2 separate regions of the Mus musculus genome follow, and region 1 is linked to region 2. The links are chromatin contacts, called in public Hi-C maps. All regions are on one chromosome and are shown on one strand. The core of a region is the stretch at or near the end of the contact, and the rest is flanking DNA. Distances in the headings are between cores, read along the strand shown.

The links. A called contact is a pair of places that touch in the nucleus more often than the background predicts.
Region 1: a contact with region 2 is called in a Hi-C map of liver, with 2.4 times the contacts expected there. The contact joins two enhancer-like sites. A contact is called at or near these places in 3 of 39 promoter capture datasets (the C10 cell line, neutrophils and pre-B cells), 1 of 484 Hi-C or Micro-C datasets (liver) and 1 of 115 datasets of contacts at active chromatin or transcription factors (bone marrow-derived macrophages).

What each region holds. Positions count from the first base shown.
Region 1 is chr15:31,579,657-31,586,127 of GRCm38.p6, reverse strand. Cmbl (carboxymethylenebutenolidase-like (Pseudomonas)) reads right to left here. Exons shown (of 6, transcript NM_181588.4): 2 at 4,055-4,288; 3 at 2,056-2,163; 4 at 691-833. The coding sequence starts at 4,269. Among named protein-coding and RNA genes, the nearest start is that of Cmbl, 14 kb to the right of the region's middle. Within about 2 kb of position 2,602, at least 21 of the 459 cell types and tissues checked have an H3K27ac peak or open chromatin away from gene starts, as enhancers often do. A contact at or near this core is called in liver, where this site is marked.
Region 2 is chr15:31,254,260-31,261,681 of GRCm38.p6, reverse strand. The region is part of intron 2 of Dap (death-associated protein); the gene reads right to left. Gm41285 (a long non-coding RNA gene) reads left to right here. Exons shown (of 2, transcript XR_875099.2): 2 at 1,273-6,766. Among named protein-coding and RNA genes, the nearest start is that of Gm41285, 5.5 kb to the left of the region's middle. Within about 2 kb of position 3,216, at least 27 of the 459 cell types and tissues checked have an H3K27ac peak or open chromatin away from gene starts, as enhancers often do. A contact at or near this core is called in liver, where this site is marked.

The DNA of each region.
Region 1 (6,471 bases), core at 1,353-3,852, 330 kb before region 2:
TCACAACATTAAGCACAGGGGATCTGACAACCTCTGCTGGCCTTTGTAAGCACCAGGGCACACACATGGGCATGACATGCATGCCCATACCAGACTCGGGAGGCAGAGGCAGGTGGATTTCTGAGTTCGAGGCCAGCCTGCTCTGCAGAGTGAGTTCCAGGACAGCCAGGGCTACACAGAGAAACCCTGTCTCGAAAACAAAAACAAAAATCTGCTAATTAAAAAGAAAGTTAAAGTTGCTGTTTGTGGTTTGCATGCGTGAGTGTGTATGTGTGTGTGTGCGCACGCGCACGCGCACATGAGTACGCACAGACTTGTGAACGGGTGCACATACACATGAGAGGTCAGATGACAACCTTGGACATGTTCCTAAGGGAGCCTTTCCACCTAGATTTTTGAGACAGGATCTAGAACTTATCAAGTAGGCTAGGCAAAGTGACCAGTAAAGCCCAGAATATCACCTGTCCCTTTCTCTCTTAGCATGAATTCTGGGGACCAAATTCAGCATCTCACACTTGCAAGACAAGAGCTATACTGACAGAGCCATCTCCCCAGCTCTATTTTTAGATTCTGAAAACCATGCTAAGCTGGTTTACCACACGCCATCGGGTTTTGTATTGCAGCATGTGGGAGAAGCCTGTCACTCAACCTTCCCCTGCTTTCCCTGAGTAAAATGTGCTGGGCACTTACCATAGACAGACACCCCCGCCCTGATGTCCGGGTATGCCGTCATCACTTGGTGCACCACAACACCCCCCCAGCAGAAGCCCACAATGCCAATCTTCTGAGCATGACACTGTTGTCTCAGATACCTCAAGACAGCATCAACCTCCCTAGAACAGAAAGAGAAAGGCATTGCAGACAGAGCTGCCCGGGCGGACCCTCAGGGTCGCTGGTAACTGGAATGTCTCAGTGAATAGTACTTGATGTTTGTGATTTCTCTGGTGGTGAGAGCCAGAATTTCCTAGAAAGGAGCTGTGACATCAAGGCTCACTGACTGCTTAAAACTCAGTGGCTATAAGGAGTCTGGGATGTTGCAGGTCTGGAGCCCGATCACAGTTTATCTTGAGCTACCTTTAGCCCATTAGTGAGCCATTCTTTGCCCCTGTGTGTTGGCTCGAACTCCTGTAATTAGCAGATAAAGTCAAACCTATCACCCTGATAAGTAGATTAAAAGAGAAAAAAAAAAACCTTTGGAATGTATCAACTCAACAAAATTGTGTACTCCACCAATCAAAGATCTAAGAATGCTATCAGATCACATCTGGGTCTCATAGCTGAGATTACTCTGCTGCAACCGCCCAATTAATGTTTCCACCAATGTCTTTGGAAAGTGTCTTGATTTTGAATCTGTCTTTGTTCTGTTACTATAAAAAACAACAACAATAGCAACAAGTTCATGGTAGAATGTAGAATTTGGGGTAAACTAAATCTCTGCAGCTTGTAGCTGACCAATCAGAGAAGCTTATAGCTAACCAATCAGAGAAGAGCAATCTCCTCATCAGAATGAGTTTTCAGGATGGACTACAGAGCCAACGGGGTGGGGGATGATGCTCTCCAGGTTGCTGGGAGAGAGGCTATGGACCAATGGGCTGCCGCTGAGGTGGGGACTTTCCTGAGGATGAAGCCAGCATACAGGAAGTGGGGCAGAGCTGTGATGGACAGATGAGAGCTGGGCCACTTCCCACTTGATCCCAAACTACTTTCTTTGGTTCTATAAATCAATATCTCTTTTAACTGCTGATCCACTTGGGATAGGTGTTCTATCACTTGCAACCAAGGACTTAGGTGGACACAGGACTTTGAATTCATCACTTCTAAGGAAATGAGCAGCTGTGCTTGCTGGGGCAGTGTGGCAAAGAGCATGTATCAGCCTCCATCCTATAGTGTGCTGGACCAAAACTCTTTCCCATCATGCTGTTGGAAGGACTTCATCTAGAGCCAAGTGAAGTCATGGTGGGGGAGGGAGAGGGAGAGAGGGAAGGCAGGAGCTCAGCTTGTCTGTTCCCTCCCTGGGCTACATCCAGTACAAAACCAAGCCTCTTGGAAACTTACCGATTGACTTTTCTGGCATTTCTTGATTTCAACCACGCGGGGAAGGTGGACCAGTCACCAGCTGGGTCCCATGGCTCTTGACCCACAAAGAAGTCTGGGACAATAGTTCTGTAAAATATGGGCGTGAATCAACCTTTGAGTCACCTGGACTCAGTGTCCTGGTTTATTAGATACCATGTTGAGTTGCCAATTCTAGGCAGAGGGAAGGGAAAGCCTTGGCCACGAAGGCCATCCTTTGTTGCGACAGAGGTCATCTGCTGCAGGCCACATTGCCTCAGATTCCACAACTGCAAGTACATAGCTTCCAGCAGTTCTGGTGTGACCCTGCTCTAGCAAGTGAGAGGACCATCAGCAGGGACACTTCTTAAGAGTGATTCCAGTGAAGAAGGAGGGAAAACTAGACCTATGGGCAAAGGGTGTGTCCTGTCAAAGGTCCTGCCTCGATGAACTTAGTTGGTCTTCTCAGCCAGTCCAGGACTTTCTTGGTCTTAAACACTGGCTTTGGCCAAAGGGCACCCCTGAGGGCACACTCATCACTGTGATCGAGTAATACGGTCCATTGTCTGCACAAGCTGGCAAACAGTTTCCTGCCCCAAGAGTAAGGTCCATAGCAGGTTCTAGAACAGGCTACGGGAAGAGTAAACAAGTAAAGGCTAATGCCTGAGGTTGTCCTCTGACCTCTAAATGCTCACAACGGTGAACACGAACCTTCAATCATACGCACATATATATGTCATTGTATACACACACACACACACACACACACACACACACACATCATATAAAAGATCAAATGATAGCTCACCCAGCAATGGGCAACTCAGTCTGGAAATCATGGACATCACTAATCCTAGTAACTTTACTTACTCTCAAACAAACTGAGCCTTGGCAGTGCAGCAGAGGGTTCCTTAAAACACAGCCACGGGTAGCTCGTTACTTTGGGAGACTGTGGCCCTAGCTCCATCCATCCTGACTTGGCTTTTAGAAGAACAACATGAATGAACTCCAGTGTGAAGTCCTGCCTCTGTCCTCTCAAGACAAGTCCCTCTGCTGCACAGGGAGGCAGAGCACCAAGGCCCGAGCCTGACAGGCCAGGTTGAGGTCTCAGTACCTTGTACTGTAGAGAAAACTTGACAAGTAACTGACCACTTTTATCTCTCACACTTTTAAACAAAAAAGTATCTATTTTTATGAGTGTTTGTCTGCATACAGAGTGTGTACTACGTACATACCTGGTTCCTGCAGAGGCCAGAAGATGGTGTCAGACCCCCTGTACCTAGTTACAGATAGCTGTGAGCTGCCATGTGTGTTGTCTGAACCAAACCTGAGTTTTCTGCCAAGCCGTCAAGTACTTGTAACCACTGAGCTATCTCTCCCGCCCCAGGGCTCACATTCCTGACCAGACCAACAGAAGTGTGGACTGTCCAGCCTCAGATGGCTTGAGGGTAAGTAAATGAGAACCATGAACAAGCAAGAGCCCCGGAAGGTGGAGTTATCTTCCTGCCTGTGTTATATATCCTCGCTGTAGTACGTAAGGACTCTCCTACGACAACAGGCATTGCCCCATTCAAGCAGCTGCTTATGGCTCACCCAGAGCAACTGAGAACCTCTGTCTTCATGCTTTGACTTCCCAATCTGCAATATGGGGACGGTAATATCCATCCCTCCCAGGGCCACTAGAAGGGGAGGGTCCCTGTCCATGTTGGCTATGATAGGTATATTTGGAGGCTTCCCCAGGGAATTGTCCCACTCTCTGTAGGGCTGGGTACCCTGGGGACCTGATGTCCTGGGATTCTGTTGGGAAGAGTTGGCTGTACAAGGTTAGAGTTAAATTTCAAAGGACAGTTCCCACATCCCACCAAGGATCAGCGAGATAACAAAATAGATAATGTAAACGATAATGTAACTCAAGCTGTGCTGGGTTTTGGATTTGCCTTTCTGAAGCAGACCAAATGGACCACAGAAATCGACATGCATTTAAGCAAAGAGCAGAACTTACGTGTATCCATTTCTGGCAATCATGTCAGCCATATACCTGGTGTTGGGCAGCTGCCAGCCAAATATATCCTGGACGACAATCACGGCTTTGCCTGCATCCACGGGGGACCGGGTGACATATGCCTTGATGTGCTCAACCTGAACTTCGTGGCCCATGCCACCATACTCTAGTTTGTGACCAATGTCACATGGGCAAGGGTTAGCTTCGTTAGCCATTGGGGTCTTGACGTCAGGGCTATGGAGGGAATGGAATATTCATCAAACACTGAGTGATTCATATCTAAGGTTAATCTATGCTAAATAAACTATAAATAAACTCAGTGGTGTGATGGCTAATGTCGATCAAACTGGAAATGTAGCTCAGTTGCTAGAGCTGCTCACTAGTGTGCATAAAGCCTGGAATTAGATTCCTAGGACTTCATAAACTAGGTATGGTGGTGCACACCTGTAAAACCAATGAAGTCAGGCAAGCATAGGGAATAGTTTAGCAACTTAGGACTCCACTTGGGTTAAGCTATGCACACACTTCAGCCTTTGGATGAAGATGTAGAACTCTCAGCTCTGCCTGCGCCATGCCTGCCTGGATACTGACATGCTCCCACCTTGATGATAATGGACTGAACCTCTGAACCTGTAAGCCAGCTCCAAGTAAATGTGTTTTGGTTTTTTTTTTTTTTTTATAAGACTTGCCTTGGTCATGGTGTCTGTTCACAGCAGTAAAACCCTAACTAAGACAGAAACTAGTACCAGGGACCGGGGTATTGCTTTGATAGGCCTGACCATGCTTTTATTTGAAAGAATGTGGACTTTTGGACTTTGGATTTGGAACTCAGTGGAATACTTTAAATGCGGCTTAATGGGTCATCCTAGTAGGAATATGGAAGACTTTGTTGCTGGGAGTGATTTGAACTGTGTTGACCTGGCCCAAGAGATTTCAAAGGAGAATAATTTCAGAATGTGGCATAAAGACTGTTTTTGTGGTATTTTGGTGAAGAATGTGGCTACTTTTTGCCCTTGTCTGGAAAGTCTGCCTGAGGCTAAGGTGAAGAGACTCAGATTAATTGCATCGACAAAGAAAGTTTCAAAAAAGCTCAGCAGAGATTTTGTTTTCTGGTTAAGTCTTATGAAGAGAAGTTTGAACAAGCATAGCAAGCTTAGAAAGGAAAAATATAAAATATATGGTTCGAGTATTAAAGGCATACCAGGAAGTGAAATGGGGCAAAATCCTGTGTTCTAGGAGATAACAGATTAAGGGAGTGGGACCTTGAGGCAAGACCCTACCCAGCTAAATTTAGATCCAGGCTTGGTGGTACACACCTTTAATCCCATGAGACAGGCTTGCTGATCTCTTCGTTCAAGGCCAATCTACAGAGCAAGACCCAGGATAGCCAAGCTTAGGCAGTGAAGGATTTGGAAAACAGAAAGCCAGTGACAATGTAATAGTACAAGCGGGTCATGTTCTAATTCCTGCAAGCAGCAGAACTCGTCAGCTTCAGTCCTGTGGCTCTGGCTCTAGAGTTAAGAATGGAAGGAACTACTGGGTCAGTTGATGCTGGTTAGCTGGAGCTAAGAAATTAGCAGTGATTATGAAGAGACCAGCATCACTGAGGTGAAATCTTCTGGGACATGTTTTCTGGGAGCACAAAGAAGTTGTGTTCTAGACAATAGCCAAGGTTGTACCTCGTACTGCAGCTGGACTTGGTAATGTGTAAGAGTCACCCAGGTGATACTGGTTTTGAAGGCATGAAGGTGTCATGAAAAACAGCTGAGGCTTGGCACTGTGAGAGGTCATGGAAGGCCATTGGAGAAGGTATAGCCTCAGCTGTAGTTGATGACCCAGGACTGAAGGGGTCAGGCAAAGGATTTGATGCTTGGCACCATGGAGAGAGCCTATGAGAGGCTATTGGTGAAGCCTAGTTGGAGTGGAACACCCCAGTGTATTGGAGATGTCAGTACCATGGAATGATCACAAGAACAGCAGCTGTAATGGAGTGATCAACCTGAGTTTAGAGTGCTACAGAGGGCAGAGTTGGAGAAGTGATGCCAGCCCTTAGGAGGAATCCAAAAGATCAAGTGGAATCCCAGACACTGAAACAAGAAGCTGTAACATTGAAATTGCCTTGGAGACTCAAAGATGTTAAAGATGCCAGAGCCATGGGATACATGCTGAGGAAAGCTGCTAACAGGGTGTGGAACTAACCCAGGAGAAAGCAGTTTGTTGCAGTCAACAAAGATGAAAAAGGAATGGAGATCTGAAGACTGCTTTGACATCAGCCATGGAGATGCAGAGTTTGGAGTTTGCCCAGCTGGTTTCCTGCCTTGCTTTGGAGATTACAGTTAATTAGTTGGATGAATCTCAGAAGAGCCCTTGAACTTTGAACTTTTAACATTGTTGAGACTGCTATAGACTATGAGGAC
Region 2 (7,422 bases), core at 1,967-4,466:
TCTACGATCATAATCTAGGAAGTGTTTGTGCTACCTCTGGAGTGCTTCCTGCTCAGTATCTGGAGAGATGGAGGATGTCATCTCTCTCCTCTGTCCTAGCAGGAAGACAGTGACCTCTACCAGGGACCCTGCTCACAGATGAGGGAAAGGCAAAGACTATTCCCAAAGGGCCCCTCTAAGGTCATCAAGAGGCCAGGGAAGCAATGCGTGAGGTCTGCCGGAGGCTGAGACGGAAGGACATTATAATTTTCTAGAAACAAGACCGTCCAGTTTCAGTGTGGTCAGTCTCTGTGGCAACCATGCAAAAGCTGAGTACGTCCTTAAGAATGGACAGAATTTCCACGAGACAGAGCCTGTTGGGGAGATGACCTGTCCCATGGGTGAGATGCCTGTCCCCTCACCCCACCCCCACCAAACTATTCTCGGGCTACAGAGGAAGCACAGCATCTCTGTGAGCTTGGCAAATAGGGGTTTCAGGTGTTGAAAGAAGGAGGAAGAGAAGGAGTTGGTTATACTCTGAGTCATCCGGAGCCCTCCTCTCCCCATGCCAGCCGCTCTGAGCCCTGGGTGTCTCCTTCCCCGTGCTTTCCATGGGGCAGTTGGGGTGTCTCCTTCCCCGTGCTTTCCATGGGGCAGTTCATCTCTCCAATGATGTAGCCAGGCTTTACTGTTGTAAAGTGAGAAGGCAGAAGATGAACCGAGAGACATTCTCAAAGGCTGAAAGAGACCAAGGCCATCAGGCAAGGCACAACGGCACTAGTGTTTGGGCCCCAGTTTCCCTTATGAAACAAGGAGCCAAGCATCCTCTCTGGAGCTCAGAGTGACCTGGGAAAATCAAGTCATCTCCACGTGTGAAGTGTGACTCAGGGAGACACCTGCTAGTCAGGGATATGAAGGTGAGGCCGATTCCAGAGGACAGGAGCAGTCGAGGAAACAGAGAGCCATTGCCCTAGCATAGGGGAGCAGGGCTGCAGGAGCAGTGTGGCCTTTCTGGTGCTTTACAGAAAGGACTGAACCCACAGCGACCTGGGCAGTTCCTCTGCAGGACAGACATAATTAGGGAGATGGCCACAGCATACACAGGGCAAGGAGGAGAAACCCTGGACTGACCCCTCAGCTGGGTAGAACACGCACCCAGGAGACATTCAGGTTAAACGAAAACATACTCTTTAAGTAGCTAGGGGAGAATTCATATTCCCTCTTCCACTATGGCTGGGAAAAATATCCATTCATATTCTCTCTTTCTCTCTCCCCCGCCCACTCCCACCTTAGCCCTATTCACACCGAGTGAAGAAAGTATAAGATCAGTGCTGCTGCTTTACAGAAGTTTCCGAGTTGCCATCACTGTCACCAATGCCAACAAGCACAGCAAGACTGAACGACGAACAATACAACCTAGGTTGGGGCTCGGCTTGAGCAGGAGGCAGGGAATTGCCAGGGCTGGGGAGAAGGCAGGCTCAGTGGAAGAGCAGCTCCTGGCTGGGAGCTGCACCTTGCACGTGGGGCCCCAGAGTGGTCCTGGAGTATAGAGCACAGCAGCCAGCCTGTGGGGACCTGTGCTCCCCCAAGGCATCCACAGTCACTGAGCAAACCCTAGTGCCCACCACGGTCTTGGGTGCTGTGGAAAACAGGAAGCAGCAGAAATGCAGTGCTGACTTAATGAAGTACAAACCAGGACCTAAGGGATATGTGGACTCGGGGCAAACTTAGCCACTGTGCAAACTAACTCAGGCCTCGTCTCTTGGCCGTGTGTGTGTGTGTGTGTGTGTGTGTGTGTGTGTGTGTGGTGTGTGTGTGTGGTGTGTGTAGGTCTCACTCTACTAGGAAGCTAACCCTATAGTTTTGCATTTTGTAATCCCCCAAACACACCTACTGCCTCAAGTCTTGTGTGGACAGTCAAGGAGAATGTTTGACACTGGAACTGCCCTGAAAAACCTGCACCATGTGTCCCCTGCTCTGTAGTAGCAGGGGTGTGAAGCTCTGCTGGCACTGAATGCATCTCCCAGAAGTGAATCTGAAATCCAGAAAGAAGGACCATAGGGAGAGGAGACGCCAGTTTGAGAAACAGCATGGTGAGATGAACGAACATGCAGCTGCCACCTGAAACAGGTTTTCTTAATTCTTACAAACATTTATTTATTTTGTGCGTGCGCGCGTGTGTGTGTGTGTGTGTGTGTGTGTGTGTGTGTGTGTGTGCTGTGTATGTACATGTGTGTAAACATGTGCATGCCGTGGCACATGTATAAGGAACATTTGCAGGAGCTGGTTCTCTGTTCACTTGTTTTGTCCCTGAGATGAAACTCAGGTCATCGGGCCTGGTGGCAAGTGCTGAGCCACCTGCTGAGCCACCTCACCAGCCCAAGCCTGACTTCTGTGACTTGGTTCTCTTTTAAAACGGGGAATATGAGCAATGCTCCCAGATGAAAACACCTGCACTCTGCTGCTTGTTTGATGACAGCTGCTGAAGATGGAGTGGGAGGGTCAACCTCAAGCACGGTTCTCTCACACGCAGGAATGCAGGGGAAGCAAGGCTTCCGTCCGGTCAGGACTCGTTTGGTGCATCCTTGGCACACACTTGCCTTAGTAAGGGATCAACTGGAACAGCAAGGAAACTCCAGCATCTTTTTAAGGCTCAGTAACGGGGCTGGTTATCAGAAACTATCCCAGTACAAACGATTTTGGCGCTGTTGTTTTCAGAAATGACCGCAATGGCGGACGGTACTGTATCTTCTCCCACGCTTTATCCTAAAACAACTGGACAAATGAAAGCACTCCCAACCCCTGCTGTCTCTCTGCTGACCAGCAGAGGGAGAAGGCACTATTCAAGGGGGCCTTGTGTCTTCTGCAGGGTGGCCATGCCTCCGCAGCACAGTCTGGGTTTTGGGGTCTGTCCTGGTGTAGAGACCAGCAGTGACCTCTTTCATTCGGGCCCACCACACTAAGCACATGCAGGCCACTCGAAGATGAGACACGAGTCTAGAATGCTCCTCACCTCTACTCCCGCTCGTAAGACTTCCATCTTCCCGTGGAACCAATGCTCACACACCCTCTCCTCACTCTGACCTTGATAGTCGAGCCAGCTGGTAAATACCGGCTTCAAAGGCGACCACACATGCTACCTTTCTGTACTTTCCCCGACTCTCCGAGGGCAGAGCTGCTGCACTGCCAGCTGTGTTTCCGTAAGAGCCTCCCACTTAACCAAACACGATGAAGGCTTCTAGACCCTGGCTCCCTCTGGAGGTCAAGGACTAGGGGGAGTTTGTGAACTCAGCGTCCAGCACACTGCTTGGTACACACAGATGTTCCCCAGATGCTAGGAGCATCATCAGAGAGTGACGTTAAGCTTACAAAAGTTTTTAGTGGCACGGAGGTAGTTAAGGAACCAGAGGTGGCTAACCCCCGTTCACTTCTGAGAACTGTATGCAGATAGTTGTGCAAGGAACCAGAGGTGACTAGCCCCTGTTCCCGTCCGGGAATTGTATGCAGCTGCTTGGGCGCTGTCAGCCTCAAAGGCCTTCGAAAGAGTGACTGGAGATGTGTGGGTCGTTACCCAGCAATCCAGCTGAGCTGCATCCATGGGCCATGGGCTGCTACTCACTCTAGAGCCCAAGGGAACGGGTTCTCTCTCCAGCTTCTGTGTAATCTCGTGCCTCTCACAGCGAGCTCAGGCTAAGGAGCATTTCTTCAGAGAACTGGAGAATAGGGGAGGGGCCATGATAGGGACATTAGGTGGGGGCAGAAAGGAAGAGAAGGGCCTGTTGTGTATCTGTTCAAGAGACTGAGTTAAACTTATCAGGAACTTGCCCTGTGCCCCTGCCCCACGCTGACTCGTGGCACTGGCCAGCAATGGCTGGGTCTCTTCAGAGGACTCCTGCTGTATGTTCCTAAAAGTCTGGGATAGTTCTGAAAGTCCAGGTGACCAGCATCAGACTCTGTGGCACAGAAGGTTCTCATGTAAAGAGATTGATGTCACTCATGACTAGAAACTCAACTCAATGCAAAGAAGATCACTACCTCAAAGGCCTGTTCTCAAGACAGAGCTGTGAGGCTGCCAGCCTTGTCTTCAACAGAAAATCTGGTGTGCTGTCTCCACAGCTAAAATCTCTAACACCAAAGACTCCCTTCTTATCTGGGACAGCTTCCAACTACTGGGCCCAGTTACTGTGTGGAGACAGAAGACAGCCATTTCCACAGTCATTGAGCAGTAAGGGCTGGAGGGAGGTCCAAGGTCTGTGAGGAATGGCTCACTTGTGGGTGTTGGACCACCCTGAGAAGACAGCACCCCCCGCCCCCCTCAGGAAGCTTGCTTATTGAGGCATGGAAGGGTCTTCTTACATACAGTGCATTTTTCTTTAGGGTCTCATCTGTCTCATCTTACACAAAATCCGAGTGTAGGATACTGAATGTTTGTGCTGATCTCCAGGGCTCAGAGAAGAACCCGGCTCTCTCTAGACTCGGAGCAGCCCTGCCTGTGGGCAGGGAGCACAGCTCAGACTCCTAGGTATGGAGCCCTCCTGCGTGCTGTGCAGCAGGTACTGTGAACTAGGACGAGTGTGTGGGATTCAATTTTAGAATTCTGGAAGTGTCATTTTGAGAGAGTAACCTGGTCGACTAAGCTCTAAAAAGACTCCCCTAACAATTAAAAGCAATAGACTGAAGGAGCCATATGGGATGAATAAATTATTAAACTACTAGGAAGTTGCTATAAATATGCATGCAATTCAATAATTCATAATGGACGAGCGCAAGAAAGCTCTGCTGGCTTTAGCAGCAGCTAGCATCCCAGGGCATGTGCCATGGCCTCTCGACAGACAAGCCTGGGTGCAGGCGCGGGAGGAGCCTTCTGCCTTCTGGAGAGAAGCCCTTAGCACTCGTGCCATGCCTGTGAGGAGCACTGGAGACCCGAGAGCCTTTTCCTGAACTGAGGGACAGAGCACGCCCCTCAAGCACGCAGGACGGGAGAAGGTACAGGGAGCTCTCAGCTCCCTGCCTCAGTTTCCACTGCAGCTCCCATCTCTTCAACCAGGAACCACCAGGGCTTCCAGAACTCTGTTTCTCAAGGAGGCAGGCCGTGCGTATGTGCTGCAGTGCGCATGTGGAGGTCAGAGGACAACCTTTGGGAAATGGTTCTCTTTCCACATTACTGAGGCAAGCTATCTGTTGTGTGGGCTGCTCTGGGATACTCCTGGGTAGCTAGTGCACGAGCTCTTGGGTGGGTCTCCCGTCTCTACCTCCCATCTTGCTATCATAGATGCCTCTGCACTCAGGTTTTGGGGGAGGCGAGTTCGTGAGGCTTGCACGCAAGGACCTTTAAAACGCCCCACTTTTACCCTCATACATGTGTGTACAGAACACAGCATTATCCTGAGGAGGGTAAGTAAGGACTCACCTCTGTGGTACCGGCGTGAGCACGCGCACTTCAGCCTGGACATGTGAGGATCACACAGATTTCCAATCTGCACGGCTCCTCTGCCTGCCCCAGTGTTGCTGGCCTTTCTGCTCCTTGAATCCTGGGCCTTTCCCTTGTACTGCACGGACACTTATGGCAGTCCCACCCAAGGATCTGCACAGGGCAACACTGGCTTCTCATTTAAACACACCTGCCACTCCAAGGGGATGGTGCAACCACCAGCCTTGGCTTGCTCCTTTCTGCACTGACACTGCTGAGTACAAACACTCTGGCTTGTGGCTTTACAGTCTTTCCCTGATGCCTGTGCATGTCTGCCCACAGTTCCTCGGCTGTCAAGTGTATGCACGCCAGGAATGCGCAGCACTGACTTCATCCCGTGCAGCGGAGGCAGATCTAGCCTGTGGCCATAGGACTCTGTGTATCTGTTGACCTCAGAATGGTGGCTCAAGATCTCTTTGGTCTTTTGGTGTGATTGCTGGGACCCCTGGTCACCAAAGCTTTAGGAACTCTGCTTCCTTATGTGTCTCTTGCAGAGAGACAACAGACAGACTGACAGAGTTTTTTGTTTTTTTTTTTGTTTTCTTTTTTTTTTTTTTAAAGCTGCCTACTGTTACATAAGCAGTGATGGGAGATTCAGGATCCAAACTCTCAGGTTGTCACCAGAGCCTGGACTTCTAGCCATAGATGATGCTCTTCAAAATTCAAGGCCTCAAACGCAGCACAGTTTCTGTTAAGCTACATGAAACACCCCAAGGCTAGCTGCTGAAGGATTGGTCCCCAGTTGACAGTGCTATTCTTGGAGGTTCTGGAAACCCATGAGAAGTGGAGGCTGGCTCGAGAAGGTCACTGGGGAAAGCCCTGGGGCTGGCCCTTGCTCCTGCCCTCCCTCTCTGCCTCTTGCCAACATGTTCTTACAGCCATGATGCTCTCTCTGTCTCATCTTGGATTCAGACCCGGCGAGCTGAGGACTATGGATTGAAACCGTGAGCCAAAATAAATAACTCCGCCCTTTAGCTTGTTCCCTTTGGCACTTGTCACAGTAATGGAAAGAGTGACAGCTACACTGGAGGGCTGTGAGGAGGGTGGGTCTGTGACAATAGAACAGCTGTGACCGCTACAACAGGTCCCCAGACCCTGTAACCAGACACACCATGGCACAGAAGGTGTGCTCCTAACAGGTGCGTGGGCTTTCCGACAGACTATAGCTTAGCTCTTTCACAATTGGAAGTTTATGTTTGCTGGGGGAAGGGCTACAGACGACAGGAGGAAGATGGCAGGAGAACATTAAAAACCCTTAAGAAGACTAGACTTTGGAAGGGAATTAGAAATATCCTATAATAAAGATCTGTAAAGTAATAACTGGTATGTTTATGACAAACATTTCTTGTGCGTCAATCACGTTGCCCTCAGACAGGCTTGCGCTGCCATGCGATCTTAGAGGAGCACCATGCTGCTTTTTCCGGTCTGCAGAAACAGACCACACCGCCTGCTGTTCAGTAGCGGCACCGGCTGCTGAGGTCTTGCACCACGAGGGCACATCTTGCCAACGGTTGCTGTTGACACACAACAGACATGGTCCTTCGAAGACAGAGATGAGCCACTTGCTATGGAAGACAAACAGAGGTGCAGGTCTAGCGATGCACACCTGTCCTGTCTATACACCTCACTCTTGCCTGGTGTCCAAGACCCAGATGGAGCAGACTCCCAGACAGGGGCGCAGCAATCAGGCAAGACACCACGTAGTTGCCACAGTTGGAGAAGGTTTTCACATGCTCTGTCACCTCCCAGGTATGGTCACGAGTGTCCCAGGATATTGCTGGAAGGTGTTGAGCAGTAGACAGAGCAGTGTTGTTGGGTGCATAGAACTATGTGGCTTTCTTTAAGGCAAGGGCCTTTCTTTAACTAGGCCCCATGCTACAGCACACTGTGTGTGAACAGGATGGAGTCTGTCTGGTGCCCAGCATCCTTTGACTATGAGACTCGTTATATAAGTGCTTGTTACGCCCAGTGTA